Linked DNA regions of Mus musculus: regions 1, 2, 4 and 5 are each linked to region 3. The links are chromatin contacts, called in public Hi-C and promoter capture Hi-C maps. All regions are on one chromosome and are shown on one strand. Each heading gives the region's core, a stretch centred on a gene start, on an enhancer-like site or on the middle of the called end of the contact. The rest is flanking DNA. Distances are from core to core; before and after follow the strand shown. Region 1 overlaps Bst1 (bone marrow stromal cell antigen 1). Region 2 holds the start of Fgfbp1 (fibroblast growth factor binding protein 1). Region 3 holds the start of Ncapg (non-SMC condensin I complex, subunit G). Region 4 holds the start of Fbxl5 (F-box and leucine-rich repeat protein 5). Region 5 holds the start of Cd38 (CD38 antigen).

Region 1 (2,700 bases), core at 193-2,692, 1.8 Mb before region 3:
TTCCTAATAAAGTAGGAGGTGCAGGCAGGAAGGGTCTGGATTAGCCTACCACATTCAAGGATAGATCTCTCACTCACCACTGTTAGAACATAAGGAAAACAGTCAGCTTCATCTGCAGCAAATTGTGGTTGAAAATAGGATCGACTTCATTAGATTGTTGAGGGTCGGATGGTATGACCTAAATAAAACACAGACAATATTTGTGGAACATAGTAAGTGCTGGATAAATGCTACCTGTTGTGAGAAGGGTGCTGAGACAGGGTCACTCTGTATAGCTCTGGCTGTCCTGAAACTTTCTATGAAGACCAGGCTGGCCTCAAACTTACAGAGATTTGCCTGCCTCTGCTTCCCTCTCTAGTGCTGGGACTAAAGGTGTGAGTCACCAGTCCCAGCCTAGCCAGTATTGTTTATAAAGGAGGAAACTGTAGGCTCTTCAAAGATGTGTTTTGTGTTCCAAGCGCTTTGCAACCACATCATAGGTGTTTAACTCGAAGGAGTGATTTGGATAATCTCTTAAGTACGGTTTTTCTTCTGTAGACCAGTGAAGTTCTTAATGTGTGTGGACCACAGCACTCACCCCGACTGTATCATGAACTCGTAAGTAAATGGCCTGAATCAACACAGGTGAACTGTAGTCTGATTGTCCATCCATTTCCTAAATAGCTCACTGCGGAGCAGGTCATTTCTGCACTGTAGCCTCTCAGTCTCTGGTTAAATTGTCGCAAGTTCCACAGACATCTGCCAGCTGAGCTAACTTCCCAGACGGCCCAACACCATACTCTACCTAGCACACTTCAGCAGACAATTCTAGAGGTGGGGCCACAGGGCGACCTTGGACCTTTTCCTTCTTAATCTTAATTTATTTTGTGAAAGATTAATATACATGCTAGAAACAAAGTTTGCGATTATTAAAAGGGTCAGGAGAACAAACACTGTTATTTTTTTATTCTTATATGATCCAGCTTTTTTTTTTTAAAGCTCAGAGTAGGTAGACCATAACTTCTATATTCTTGTGTGTCCTTATAGAGTAAGATATTCCTGTCACAGCACATGTGTGCATTCATACACACACATGGTCATGTACCCACATAACACACATAGATCTCTCATATAAGTTATAATAAATGATAATATAGATAAGATTCTGGGGTTTGTTTTCTTTTTCTCTTAACAGTATGTCTTGGAGATGTTCCTATATTTTTTTAAGGAATTGATTCTAGGGCTAGAGATATGCTGTCCCAGAGGATCTAGGGATGATACCCTACATTCACACGGTGGCTCACAACCATCTTTGACTCTGAAATGTGTCAAACCAACACGTCTAGCATAGACCCAGAAACATAGTGCATAAACTGAATATAGAAATGCAATATAGACATAAACAGAATCAGAACTGCAACTATAGTGAATGTCCAGTAGAGGGCGCCATTGGCTAGTAAAGAAGGGGCTTCAGCTTCCTAAGGAAGTTGGTAAGATACGTGGCCACTAACAAGTCCAGATCGATGGGTCTTGATTCTGAACCAAGATAAGATAGTTTTATTATTTTTTAAATTCACCTTTTAACTGGTTGAAAAGAATTCAGTAATTTCTATTTCAAAAACTCAGAAGGTCAGATCTTATCTAGTTTAAATGAGATTTGGCCAGGGCCTCTGCTCAGTGTTTTAAAGTCAGAACAAGATTTTCTTAATCAGCTAAACTCTGATGATACACTATTCACCAATAAGGAACTTGGCTAACACTCTAGAACATTTGTAAAATAGAAATGCATACACAAGGAAACATGAATTGACTCTGTGTGTGTGCCGGCATGAACTGTGTCCAAGTGCCAAGAGGTGGTGTCAGGCAAAGGAAGCAAATAGCATTCTGTGTGTTTACATAAAGAGGGGTGTGTGTGTGTGTGTGTGTGTGTGTGTGTGTACATGCGTGTGCTGTCTTCCTTGGGAGGACAACTGACATTATTAACTGTGGTTCGATGGGAATAGAGTGATTAAGAATTTTTACTTTCACTTTATGAGCGTTCTGTTCTATCCACACGTTTCTGTGGCGTGCATTGTGATTTTTGTCACACACTCATGTTGTCTCTATTTCTCTTATTCTCTTTAGAGCCTCAGCATCTATGCGGAGGGAGAGCGCATCTCTTCATGCAATAGGAGACGCCAGCCTTCTCATTTCTCTCTTAGTAGCTTTGGCTTCAAGTTCTCAGGCGTGACTAGAAAATCCCCACAGGGTTCTAACAGAAGCCAGCCTTGCAGCAACCCTTGAGTAGTCCACTGTCCTGTGTAAACTAAGGAAACCCACTGTCTCAAGACAAACCCTTCTAGAAAAACAATGTAACCAGACGGTAATCCAGTTGTATTTACACTCATGATTCAAGAAACAAGGCATTCATCTAGTCCTGCTTAGCAGACAGAAGTTGCTACTGTGGAGTTAAAGTTATTATCTCTTATTTGATAATGGTACAAAGCACTGAGACCTGGAGAATAGTTTAATCTTAAATAATTAAATGTATTTATGGAAGCATCTGTATTTTTTATTTTCTGTATTTTCTTGTGTTTCAAATGATACAACACGTGTTTGTTAAGAGCTTCAATTACATGTACAGCATATAAAGGTATACATATATAGATGTTATGCAAAGATGTATATCTAAAGATGTCTATTTAATGGCTACTTATGATAAGGAAATAACCCAAAATGTCA
Region 2 (2,700 bases), core at 101-2,600, 1.7 Mb before region 3:
TGCGTGGGTACCAATGACCACCTGTTGGGAAAGGATATAGTAAGAGTCACAGAAGTGTCATGAAAAAGATATGTTGACTCAGGGTTAAACATGCACAGGGTTTGACATACTGGGCTGGGTGTGGCTGTGTGAAGAGAAGGGGAAAGTCATGAGGAAGAGTCCCAGGAAGGCAGGGAGGTGGGGGAGGCCACTGACCTTGATGGGGCCAACTTGAAACAGGGTGGAGAGGGATGAGATCGTATAGACTGCAAGGTGGAAAGTAAGGATCATGACTGAGTTCAATGGCATAATGCCAGGCATACAGGGAGTATTTATTCAATGCCTTTTTTTTTTTTTACATCTATAACAAAAATAAAATGACTTTCAAATTAAATGACATAGTTTCTACCAGGTATAAAGCTACAGATAATGGCAGAGGAGGCACACGTGATTGTTTGCCAACTCCTAGGTGTTAAGCAGTGCCTTAGCATTTGATTCTCACCCCTCTTAATATACACCCTCAGGCAACCTCTGGGACAGCTAGGGCTCAGACAGATAAGCAAGTTTGCCCCTTGATGGGCAAAGACGGTGGTCTGGAAAGGCAGAGTGTGTCTCCCTTTCTGTCAGTCCTTAGTGCTCACTTCTTGCTTTCTGCCTTTATTCTAACTCTTTAGAAAATAGCAAAAAGAAACAACGGGCTGCACAAGATTTGGTATGGTACCAAACACGATCACCAGATGGTTCTTTTAAAAACATTAAATCTATGCTTTTAAAAAAAAATTGAGAACTTTTTGTCTGAAAGGTAGGAAAAACCCAGGAAAGCACCACAATTTCATTTCTGCCCATGTGGAAGTAAGAAAAGGAAAAGGCCCCAAGAGAGTTTAGACTAAAGCGTGGCTGAGACTGGAGGCTGAAAGAGCCAGGGACAGACCTGTTTCTCCTGGCACGGTGACATAGCTTTCATGTTCCCATAATGTGGTCTGGACCCAAGGAGGTCCAGGGGCTAAGAAGTAGATAAAATAACTCTTAAGAGGGGACTGGCAGGAGGGCCCTGAGGATGGAGGCACTTGCCAGGCAGGCATGATGACCTGAGTTCGATGCTCAGAACCCATGTAAAGGTGGAAGTTGGGAATCAGCTTCTTTTTACATGTTATCCTCTGCTGTAGGCATATAAGCCCCCCATCTTTAAAATCATACATACTAATTAATAATAACAATAATGATTTTATGTATGTATTTGTACACACACACACACACACGAAATGTTTAAAAGAGCCAGGCTCACCTTTCTGTGAGTGTGCAGATCCAGGTGTACTGGGGAATGCAGGCTTCCAGTCCTCACGCTGGGGTGCAGGTTGTACTATTTATACAGGAGCTCAAGTGGCTTTTACAACTCACATACTTTATTCACGCTCCTCCCAGCCACACCCCTCAGGGAGAGCCAGTCCTGGAGGGAAGGTACTGGGTGGAATCCAATGGCTGGGGGGGGTTGCATTTGCTGCAAGCCCTCCTCCTTGGAAGCCCTTCCTTTCCCATCCAGCAGCGATCTTTCTGTAAGAACAGAGGAAAGGGCCCATTTCCTCTAGTGCCTTTCCATATTCTCTCCAGCGACTCTTCCCATTTCATAGACAGAGAGATTTGCTCTTAATAGTAAAGGGGTCAGGATTCACAGAGCTGGTGTTTTACACTCAGGACTCCTAATGTCCGTGGTCTGATCTCTTCCCACCTGGCTGGCTTCAGGCAATATTTGGAAAGTGAGTGACTGAAGTTGCTGAAATCTGACTCTGAGTTCCTGGTTGCTGAGAGCCAGCTGGATCTACTGTGTAGGCAGGTGAATCGGTGGGCCCCAGGGGTGGTGGAGAGATAACTCTCCACTATGGAATTTCATTTGAAAATAATTGATTCCAGGTCATCAGAGAGAGTGTTCATAGATCATCGTGTTGCAGGTAGAGTCTCACTCTGGATACATCTAGGTAGGGGATCCTGGCCACAGCAAGCATCGAATTTATTGACAGTCCACACTCTCTAATCTCAGTCTCCAACCCCTACTGTGGCTACTTTGTGCACAGTACAGCGCTTAACAACAGCATCTCCCTGCATGAAGCCCACTGAAGTCTTTCCTGGTGCTGAGCTGTTTAGATTTCCTATTGAGATCTTAAGCTGTTTTCTTGGAAAACAGGCATTTGTATGAGAGTGTGTCCTTTGTGTGCGTGTCCTTTTTGAATTTGGTGTTTCTCATTAGATTGGTAATTTGTCATTGCTTAAATTCTTTATCCAAGAGTTGAAATAACAAATGCACCCTGGCTTTTGGTGACCTGAGTGAAGAGCACAATGAATTTAACTGATGAATTGCTAGTTGCACCACCAGTGAAGGCTGGTGACTGAATACCTTTCTCATCCAGGCTGGTTGGTCAGTGGGAAAGAATATCATATTCAAAGCTGGTTTTAGTCACATGCTTTTCATACATAACTGCTTGTCCTGAGGCCAACAGCAAGTGTTTGAGTGGGTGTGTTTGAGCTCCGAGGTTAGTTTTAGCTAAGAGCAATACTATTAAGCCATCCTAACCATCAACCCACCCACCTCTCTGGAATTGACCTCATGAACAGAAGAAAATGCTGAGTCACTTCACTAAAGCAGTGTCAACCTATTGGTCAGACAAGAACATGGAAGCCTTTCCAAGTGACAGAGGAAACAAGGGTGGGAGTGGGGGATCAGGCTAA
Region 3 (2,700 bases), core at 159-2,658:
TATATTTCACTGATACTGAAATAACTAGATAAAATACTCATGAGACATTTTTTTTTTAATCAACAAAACAATAAAGGCAGCAAGCACCTAAAATGAAAGGTCACAGATTGTCACAAAATATTAATATGTTCTAAGTTTTAGTTTGTCTGTTTACATAAAAAACAAATGACACACACACACATATTGGTTCTCATCTTATTATCATTTATTTAAAGTTTTATTTATCTTGTATGTGTGGTACATGCATGTTTAGGTCAGAGACAGACATTGAGTGTTTTCACTGATTACTTTAGACCTTACTGTTTGAGAAAGGCTCTCAGCCACCCTGAAGCTTGCTACTTTGGCAGATCAATGAGCCTAAGATCCACTGTCTGGCTCTCAGCACCCTCAAGTGCTAGGACTACATACAAATGTTAACATCTGGTGTTTGTATGTGAAATATCACATGTGACTTCAGATCCTCATGTGTGTTCAGCAAGCACTTTACCCATGAATCATTATCTCCCCAGGTCCTCTAGGGATTCCCAGAGTACCTACAGAACAACATAGTCTGGAGGCAGCCCTCTTCCTGATACGTGTCACCAATGTAGATTTCCAGTACAGACGGAATAGGTGGCTGCATTTATGTTTCCCAAGTCATCAAGCAACACACCAAGTAAGTTTCCCGGTTTTGGAGTGGTATGTCCTATGTCCCAGGTGAGGCATTTAGAAATAATTTTATATATCCAGCACGCGATCTTAGTCAAGACCCCCAAATTCCTTTTATACTGTCTGCGTTCTCCTCTGCTTAGCAGAGTTGTTAGGCAGATTTGTCAAGCACATCCGTCACGCTGGAGCATCTCCAAGCGGCTGCAGCCTAAACTGACCCTGCCTTTCTCTTCCCAGTCCCCCAGACTGTCTCATCGCGGACGGGCAGTTCCCGCCCGGACCCACGGGGTCCGAAGGACTGCGGAGGCCCTCGTCCAGGACGCCCTCGGAAAGTTTGACATCCCCAAGCCCCGGGCGGGCTCCGTACGACATCTCCCAAACGACTCCTTCGCTCGGGATTTACCCGTTCTCAGCCAGTCGCTGCGGCAGTCCTCCGCTTTCTCCCTTCACTCCCAACCACAAGATCCCGCAAGGCACCGAAGGCCACCAGTTTAATTCAGAAAGCTGAACGCCCACTTCAGGCGCGCTCCTCCACAGCACTACTTCCGGCCCCGCCCATGCCTCCCATACAAACACCTTTTCCTATTGGGAGAGCGGCAGGCCACACCCCAGGCGTCCCAGCAGCGGGGCGGAGCGGAGGGTGGAGTCAGCTCCGGGACCCTCAGGTCTCCGCTCTCCGACCCTCCCTCCGGCGGAAGTCTCGCGAGATCTCATCCTCCCGCGATAGTTGTTTGAAAACTCTGGCGCTAACCCGTCACTCGGAGCCTTGCAGGGCTAGGGTGTCGGAAGCCGCGGGAAACTGAGTCCTCCTCGGATCGCGAACCACAGTCTCTCTCGGGCAGTTCCCGTCCCGGCGCCATGGCAGCGCAGAAGAAGCGGCTTTCTGTGAAGGAGGCGTTTCAGCTGGCGCAGCAGCCGCACCAGAACCAGGCGAAGCTGGTGGTGGCGCTGAGCCGCACGTACGGCGCGGTAAGCGGCCTGGCTTCGGCTTCCGGGCTTCGCCTTCTGCCCTTGCGCGCCCCGCGACGGAGGGATGGGATCCGAGGCTCGCCCGAGGTCTCCCGGCCACAGCCAGTGAGCAGAACGCCCGGCGTCGGCCACACGCAGTCACCCGTCTTCTCCATCCTCATCCCGCCAGGGGATGCGGGGAGTTATCCGTTATCCTCAGTTCCTCAGTGACTTGTTGATCTGCGCAGGGAATCTCAGACGCCTTTATTTCCTTGGAGGTCTCTGGTTCATCTCAGGCAATCGATGAAGTTGTTTCAACCAACTCCTAAGCTTTAAAACCACCTTCATTTCACCAGCTAGGGAAACCATAAGCACCCAGTCTTTCCCGTACATGGCAATTGTGTGTCGAGTGTAGCGGCGGGGAATTACTGGACAGCGAATGTGAGGAAGATACATTGTTTTGGAGTTCACGGAAAGTTAAGGACATATAAAAGTGATCAAGGGTAGGGAGCAAAATGTGTAAGTTATGACAGAAGGAAATTGACGGATGCTAGGAAGGCCTAAGTAAAATAAACACAAAGCTGTTGATTTTGAGTCATTTATGGCGAAGCTTGTTTTGCATTAATCCGGTAAGAAAAATACCGATAATCCAAAGGCGTTGAGAGAAAAATGAGATAATTTTGCACTGTTCAGATTTATGCTTTGTGTTTTCTCAGAGGTACAAATTATATACTGAAGAGAAGTTTGTGCGGATATATTTTCCCTTCCTTGATTTGGATAATTGATAGTTTATTAAGAAACCTTAGAGTTTAACCTAAGGGTAACACTTTCAGCAGTATTATGGCAGTGTTGGGAATAAAGAATTTTTATTAATGCAGCTTCTGGAGGCGTTTCTTCTCTCTTTCAGATGGATGATAAAACAGCTTTTCAGGAGGAGTTTATTCATTACCTTAAGTATGCTATGGTGGTATATAAGCGTGAACCTGCCGTGGAGAGGGTCATGGACTTCACAGCCAAGTTTGTTACTTCATTTCACCAGTCTGATGAGGAAGAAGAGGAGGAAGAGAACGATGGTGGCATTTTAAATTATTTGTTTACTTTTCT
Region 4 (2,700 bases), core at 155-2,654, 1.9 Mb before region 3:
ATCTGGGTTCTATGCTCAGAGATTCCAATTTGAGTTAGGGTTCAGCCATCAGGATTTTAACAGCAAGCTTGGGCAACCAAGTAGTGTGAGCCATGAGCCTATGGTCTTGGTGTTTAAAGGTCCACTGGCTTAGGACTAACTGGGTTTGAGTTTATTGGTTTGTTTGTTTTTCTTTTCCCAAAATGGAGGGAGAGGACTGTGCAGCCAAGATGCTAAGATCCTACACTTCAAATTGCTGGTCTTCCCGTGGCCTACCAGGGAAGACATTGGCCTCCTTCCTAGCACCTCTCCAGATTGAAAGACAACTCTTGTTTGCTGTTAATAGTGGTGCTAATTCCACGTAATCTCTGATAATTCAATTTATTTTTACGTTTAAGTTAATAATTACTTAACAGCTATTTATTTGGTTCACCTTTTTTGCAAAACATATGACTGCCCAGAATTTACTCATATATGATCTTCCGAACATAAAGTGACAATTCAGAGTTTTCAGCATCATTAGAAAAAGGTTCCCAACTCATCTTCACAAGAGTGCTTCTTCAACTTCGGCTACACCCATTAAAAGTCCAAAGTGAGTTCCACTGCAAGGCAACTTTTCCTAGGGGCCCCTCTCATTTGCTTCCAGTAAAAAGTCCAACAGAGGAACAAATTCTACAAGGAATAAAGTATCCAGGAAAAATAAAAACTGGAAGGAAAAAAAGAGTAACCAGGAAAGAGGAGTGCAGGTCTTCCCAGTCCGTGTACCGGGCTTGTGTACGGAACCAAACCAGTGCAAAGCAGGCAGGTAAAATAAGCCTGCTCCAGGGGCTGCAAGACGCTGCCTGTGGAGCCAGGAAGCAAGTCAAGAGGTCCAGAGAGAGGATGCAGTGTTTGCAGAGCGACTAAAAGAGCCCGAAGGGACCGGGCGAGCGGTGCTGTGGCTGCGAGTAACCGCAGAAGCGGCCTGCGGACGGGGAGCGGGCACCCCGCGGGCGGCCGAGCCGGACGGCCGGGAGCGCCCCTCACCCCGGCACAGGTCAGTCCCGCGAGCGCTCGTCCCAGGCCGCGGCCAGCGCGGGCTCCCGGGACCCCGGTGGGAAGGTTCGGGAGCCGCGCGGGTGCCGGGGCGCGGGCGACGGGCTCGCGCGGCGCCAACGCGGGGGTTGCGGGAGGCACGCAGGCCAGGCCTCCCGGAACCCGGCCGCTCCTCCGCGGCCGCCCTCCGCCCCGCGCTCCTTTACCTTGTCGCAGTAGCGCCCCACCAGCTGCTTCATCCGCCAGTGCGGGGCGGTGAAGACGTCCACTTCATCGGGGAAGGGCGCCATCGCCACTGCCTCAGCGTCCGCCTCAGCAGCCGCGGCCGCCGCCTCTCCATAGACACCCTCGCCGCGGGGCAGAGGCGGCGCGCCCCCCTGCGCATGCGCCCGCCCCGTCGGCGCGCGCGCCCGGGCGGTTCCGCGGGGCCGTGACGCGGGGGCGCGCGGGCCGCCGCCATGCGGTGCCGCGGCCCACGTGACCGGCGCGCGCGCTGAGGCGCCCAGAGCTCTCTCCTCCGGTGGGCATGGTCGTCCCTGGTCCCTTGCGTTACATCTCTTAAAAAATCGCACTGTCCCAGGGCGAGGGTCTTCAAGGGCGCTTCTCCGGGTGCCTGGCCTTGAGGCAGGGACCTGCGTGACCAGATCGAGCCTGCGTGCTCTGGACGGGCGGGCTGTGCGCGCGCCGAGCCCTCAGCCGCCTTTGCTGCCTCGTTCGGGTTTTGCTAGGCCTGGGATGCTGGCTCTGGGCCTAGCATGGCCTCTCCCCTGCGGCTGAGAGCTGGGGACCTGGCAGCCCCTCCTCACCCCTCCTGGCACGGAGCAGAGTGGGATGGTGGCCCTGGGGAACTGGAAACACCAGAGGGAGGACCAACACCTCAGATCAGGAACGACAGTCCCAGAGCGGCCAGATGAGCCTGCGGGGGTTTGGGGGGGGTGGGGGGGGCGGGGAGCCATCATGGCTGTCTAGTAGGGAGAGAGCCTTAGCACAAATCCCGCCATTTTAAGCCGAGGAGGCTCAGACAGGAAGAAAGGGCCATAAATGAGGTCACTGCCTAGAGAAAGGCCAGTGCACGTCACCTGTCCTCATCTAAGCCCTCCAGTAGACTTTTCCCAAGTATCAGAGCCGGCTCTCACCCCGTGGCTTTAGAATTCGTGGAAAAATGGGAGAAACACGGGCAAGGCTGAGAACCTGGGAAGGGTGTGTCGTTTTCTCAACAACCATAAACTTTGAACAGTAAGCAGAAGATATGCTACATTATTCACCTTTGTATTTCCTACCCCAAATTCATGTCAATGGTTAAAAGGAACCAGACTCTCAGAAAATGAATAAAAAGATACTTCTATTAGTGCAGCTAGTTCTGGTTACCTTTTGATATTAACATGCAAATTGAGCTGGAAAACAGACTCTGGAGATGAAGCTTAGGTTCATGGTTTCACCAAACTCTAGTTGTACTAACCTTGGAGAGCGACCTGACTTCTGTGTTCTGACCGCAGTATTCTCTTATGTAAAATGAGATGAGGGGAATAAATAACCTACTTCATAAGATTTTAAGGAAAACGGAGTACGTGTATTTTTGAAGTGCTAATAGGAATACCTCATCACGAATACTCCCTGTAAACAATGTTAGAGAAAACAGCTATGACAAAGGAAATTAAGACATTGCCCAGGATTTCACAAATCAGT
Region 5 (2,700 bases), core at 132-2,631, 1.8 Mb before region 3:
GCTGATATGAGGTCCCTAACACATATACAGCAGAAGAGTGCTGGGTCTGGACTCAGTCAGAGAAGATGCACCTAACCCTCTAGATACTTGGGGCCCCAGGGAGTGAGGAAGTCTGGTGGGGTGGGGGGTAGGGATAGGGGTGGGGACATCCTCTTGGAGAGGGGGTGGGGAGGAGGAGGTGAGGGAATGTACCAGGAGGGAGATGAAGTCTGGACTGTAAAAAAAGATTAAAGAATGTATTTTTAAAAAAGAAAAAGAAAACACAGGAAAAAAAAGAAAGAGAGGGAGAGAGGCACACAAAATGAATAAGCAAAATGACAGCAAACGTTTAAAAAAAAATGAAATGCACAGTCTAAAAAAGTCCTCCTGACATACGGAGCTGCAGAGACTTACTCTCCTGCTGCCTTCGGAAGGATTCTCTGTCATCCTGTAGTATAGCTGCAATGCTGCTTTCCCGCATCTTAAAACAGAACAAGGGGCTTTCCTGCCCCAGCTCTTGCATCCAGTACCCTCTGCCTGAAAAGTGTCCCGTGAAAATCCTGTGTCATGATCCATTCTGTGACAAGTCTCTGTTTAAGCAGAAGAGTGCGGGGTCTTCTTGGGAAGGAGAGCCAGGAAGAGCCTTTGTATTTGGGGTTCCCATGTGGGATGAAGTATTACTGCACATGAGATGGGTTGCGAGCATCCTATCAACTCTAAAATCCTACCTTTGTCAACCCCCTAGAGTAAGCAGCAATAACTTACATTTATTGAGTAATCGGTTGTTATGTCTTAGGGATTATGCTAAACACCTAGGAGGTATTAAGCCATCTAATCAAAGCAAGCTTTGATGTAATGAATGTGAGGCTCTGCTCACATCTATCTAGTTCAGAGAGGTAAGTTTATCTTAACAGCACTTTACCATCTGGGGCTGGGTTTGAACTGATACCTCCTGAGAAGAGGGGCAGAGTAAAGCTGAGACTTTAAAGATACTTGGGCAGGATTTTTATCAAAGCTCAGAAGTAGAGGTAAGCAGGCCATTCATTGCCAGGCATTTGGGTGAACAGAGAGAGAGAGGGAGGGAGGAGAGGGAGAGGGAGAATAATTTTACACACACACATACACACACACCTGAGCATAAGTAGCAAACATGTCAAGTGTCAAGGTTGTTGGTCAGGAGTATTCTGAAGCTGTTGTTTGTGTACCAGCAGAGGCTAAAGTGCTGTCTTCTCTTGGAGAGAGAGGTTCTGGTCAGTTTGCTCTGGAGTCTGGAAGTAAGCAGTTGGAGTGCCTGTTGACAACCCAAGAGCCTTATTAGTCCAGTCACCTCCGTGGAACTTTGGAGCAGGAGTAGGGGGTGGGAAAGGAAGCAGATAAAAGCAAGTGAAAAAAAGGAGGAGGGGCAGGCTCTGACCCAGTCAGCCCTGTGCTCTCTTCCTGCCTAGCCTGGGCCAGTCTTCGGGAGCCCAATGGCTAACTATGAATTTAGCCAGGTGTCTGGGGACAGACCTGGCTGCCGCCTCTCTAGGAAAGCCCAGATCGGTCTCGGAGTGGGTCTCCTGGTCCTGATCGCCTTGGTAGTAGGGATCGTGGTCATACTTCTGAGGCCGCGCTCACTCCTGGTGTGGACTGGAGAGCCTACCACGAAGCACTTTTCTGACATCTTCCTGGGACGCTGCCTCATCTACACTCAGATCCTCCGGCCGGAGATGAGGTGAGTTGGCTTCTGAGGCTCACTCTAGGCACAGTGCGCAGCGGGACACCGGGGAAGCAGGCTGTGACTCAGCTGGAGCTCTCGCGGCGGGGGGGAATCTTCCAGATTGTCCCAAACAAAGAATCTTGTGTTGTGGATCAGCTGGAAGCCGAAGGGCAGTGCTGAGCGGAAGGTCTCCTGTTCAAGTTACCAGAACACCGCCTGCACAATGCCTCCTCCGTTTTGGCAGTGTCTGTGATGGGGGCGCCGATCCTTGCTGAGCTCTGCAAAGATGCTCGCTTCCCACAGAGGGTCCTGAACTCTGAAGGAACCCTTAGGGCTATCTTTGGCCACAGCCATGCTTCTGGGACAAAGATTACTCTCAGGCACAGGAACTTCACATTGTCTTTTGGCTTGTGGTTTCCATCAGACACCGCCCCTGCCCAGAAAGTTAAGGTCACAGGCGACATTTAACTAGGTGGCTTGCTCAGCTTGCTGTGGGGGTGGAAGGGGCCAGGAGGATTTTTGTGAATTCAAGGTTAACAAGGGCTGCACAGCAACATTGTAAATTCCAGGACAAGCTTGGGTTACAAAGAGAGACCTGACTCAAAATAAGTTAATTAATTTTAATTAATTACAACACAAAGAAAACAAAAAACAAGCCCAAACAGCATCCTGGTCTTTTTTTTTTTTTGCACCTGATCATTAATAAAAACAAAACAAGACAGACTGTCAAAACTGAAATATTACTCATCAGGTAAGCGAAATCCACTTGGTGATCCTGTGTAGACCCTTGGGAACATCATCTTCATTGGTCAATAGAGTCAGCCCATAGAACCCCTTCCACCCACTACCTGCCCCAGAGGGAATGATTTATGTTGCTTCTCCCTGGCATCATTTTAACGTAGAACTGATTTCTGAAGTCAAACAGAAAGCCCAGCAGGCTGGGAAGGCACACGCAGAAACCCAACTTCACATTCTGTCTTCAGATGCACACACTTCCCGGGTGCTCGAATGCTCAGTGGTTT

The links. Promoter capture Hi-C pulls out the DNA fragments that hold promoters and counts their contacts. A called contact is a pair of places that touch in the nucleus more often than the background predicts. Capture Hi-C pulls out chosen DNA fragments and counts their contacts.
Region 1: a contact with region 3 is called in a Hi-C map of B cells, with 6 read pairs. The contact joins the enhancer-like site here to the promoter of Ncapg in region 3. A contact is called at or near these places in 6 of 39 promoter capture datasets (the 3T3-L1 cell line, the C10 cell line, cranial neural crest and 3 more), 3 of 484 Hi-C or Micro-C datasets (B cells, palatal mesenchyme and pro-B cells) and 3 of 115 datasets of contacts at active chromatin or transcription factors (astrocytes, large pre-B cells and pro-B cells).
Region 2: a contact with region 3 is called in a promoter capture Hi-C map of frontonasal cranial neural crest. The contact joins the promoter of Fgfbp1 here to the promoter of Ncapg in region 3. A contact is called at or near these places in 2 of 39 promoter capture datasets (frontonasal cranial neural crest and hippocampal neurons).
Region 4: a promoter capture Hi-C map of pre-B cells shows a contact between it and region 3, with 11 times the contacts expected there. The contact joins the promoter of Fbxl5 here to the promoter of Ncapg in region 3. A contact is called at or near these places in 8 of 39 promoter capture datasets (cranial neural crest, embryonic stem cells, hippocampal neurons and 4 more), 5 of 484 Hi-C or Micro-C datasets (B cells, muscle stem cells, pre-B cells and 2 more), 1 of 115 datasets of contacts at active chromatin or transcription factors (astrocytes) and 1 of 9 other capture datasets (adipose tissue).
Region 5: a contact with region 3 is called in a promoter capture Hi-C map of liver, with 2.9 times the contacts expected there. The contact joins the promoter of Cd38 here to the promoter of Ncapg in region 3. A contact is called at or near these places in 4 of 39 promoter capture datasets (the C10 cell line, embryonic stem cells, hippocampal neurons and 1 more), 1 of 484 Hi-C or Micro-C datasets (B cells), 2 of 115 datasets of contacts at active chromatin or transcription factors (pro-B cells and stem cell-derived neural progenitor cells) and 1 of 9 other capture datasets (liver).

What each region holds. Positions count from the first base shown.
Region 1 is chr5:43,839,894-43,842,593 of GRCm38.p6, forward strand. Bst1 (bone marrow stromal cell antigen 1) reads left to right here. Exons shown (of 9, transcript NM_009763.3): 8 at 538-597; 9 at 2,104-2,700. The coding sequence ends at 2,209. Among named protein-coding and RNA genes, the nearest start is that of Bst1, 22 kb to the left of the region's middle. Within about 2 kb of position 1,443, at least 86 of the 459 cell types and tissues checked have an H3K27ac peak or open chromatin away from gene starts, as enhancers often do. A contact at or near this core is called in B cells and pro-B cells, where this site is marked.
Region 2 is chr5:43,980,449-43,983,148 of GRCm38.p6, forward strand. Fgfbp1 (fibroblast growth factor binding protein 1) reads right to left here and starts at 1,351. Exons shown (of 2, transcript NM_008009.4): 1 at 1,265-1,351.
Region 3 is chr5:45,668,517-45,671,216 of GRCm38.p6, forward strand. Ncapg (non-SMC condensin I complex, subunit G) reads left to right here and starts at 1,409. Exons shown (of 21, transcript NM_019438.1): 1 at 1,409-1,617; 2 at 2,504-2,700. The coding sequence starts at 1,507. It overlaps 1600023N17Rik (RIKEN cDNA 1600023N17 gene), which reads right to left and starts at 1,192. Exons shown (of 1, transcript NR_073433.1): 1 at 185-1,192.
Region 4 is chr5:43,780,745-43,783,444 of GRCm38.p6, forward strand. It overlaps Fbxl5 (F-box and leucine-rich repeat protein 5), which reads right to left and starts at 1,405. Exons shown (of 11, transcript NM_001159963.1): 1 at 1,221-1,405. The coding sequence starts at 1,304.
Region 5 is chr5:43,867,428-43,870,127 of GRCm38.p6, forward strand. It overlaps Cd38 (CD38 antigen), which reads left to right and starts at 1,382. Exons shown (of 8, transcript NM_007646.5): 1 at 1,382-1,693. The coding sequence starts at 1,449.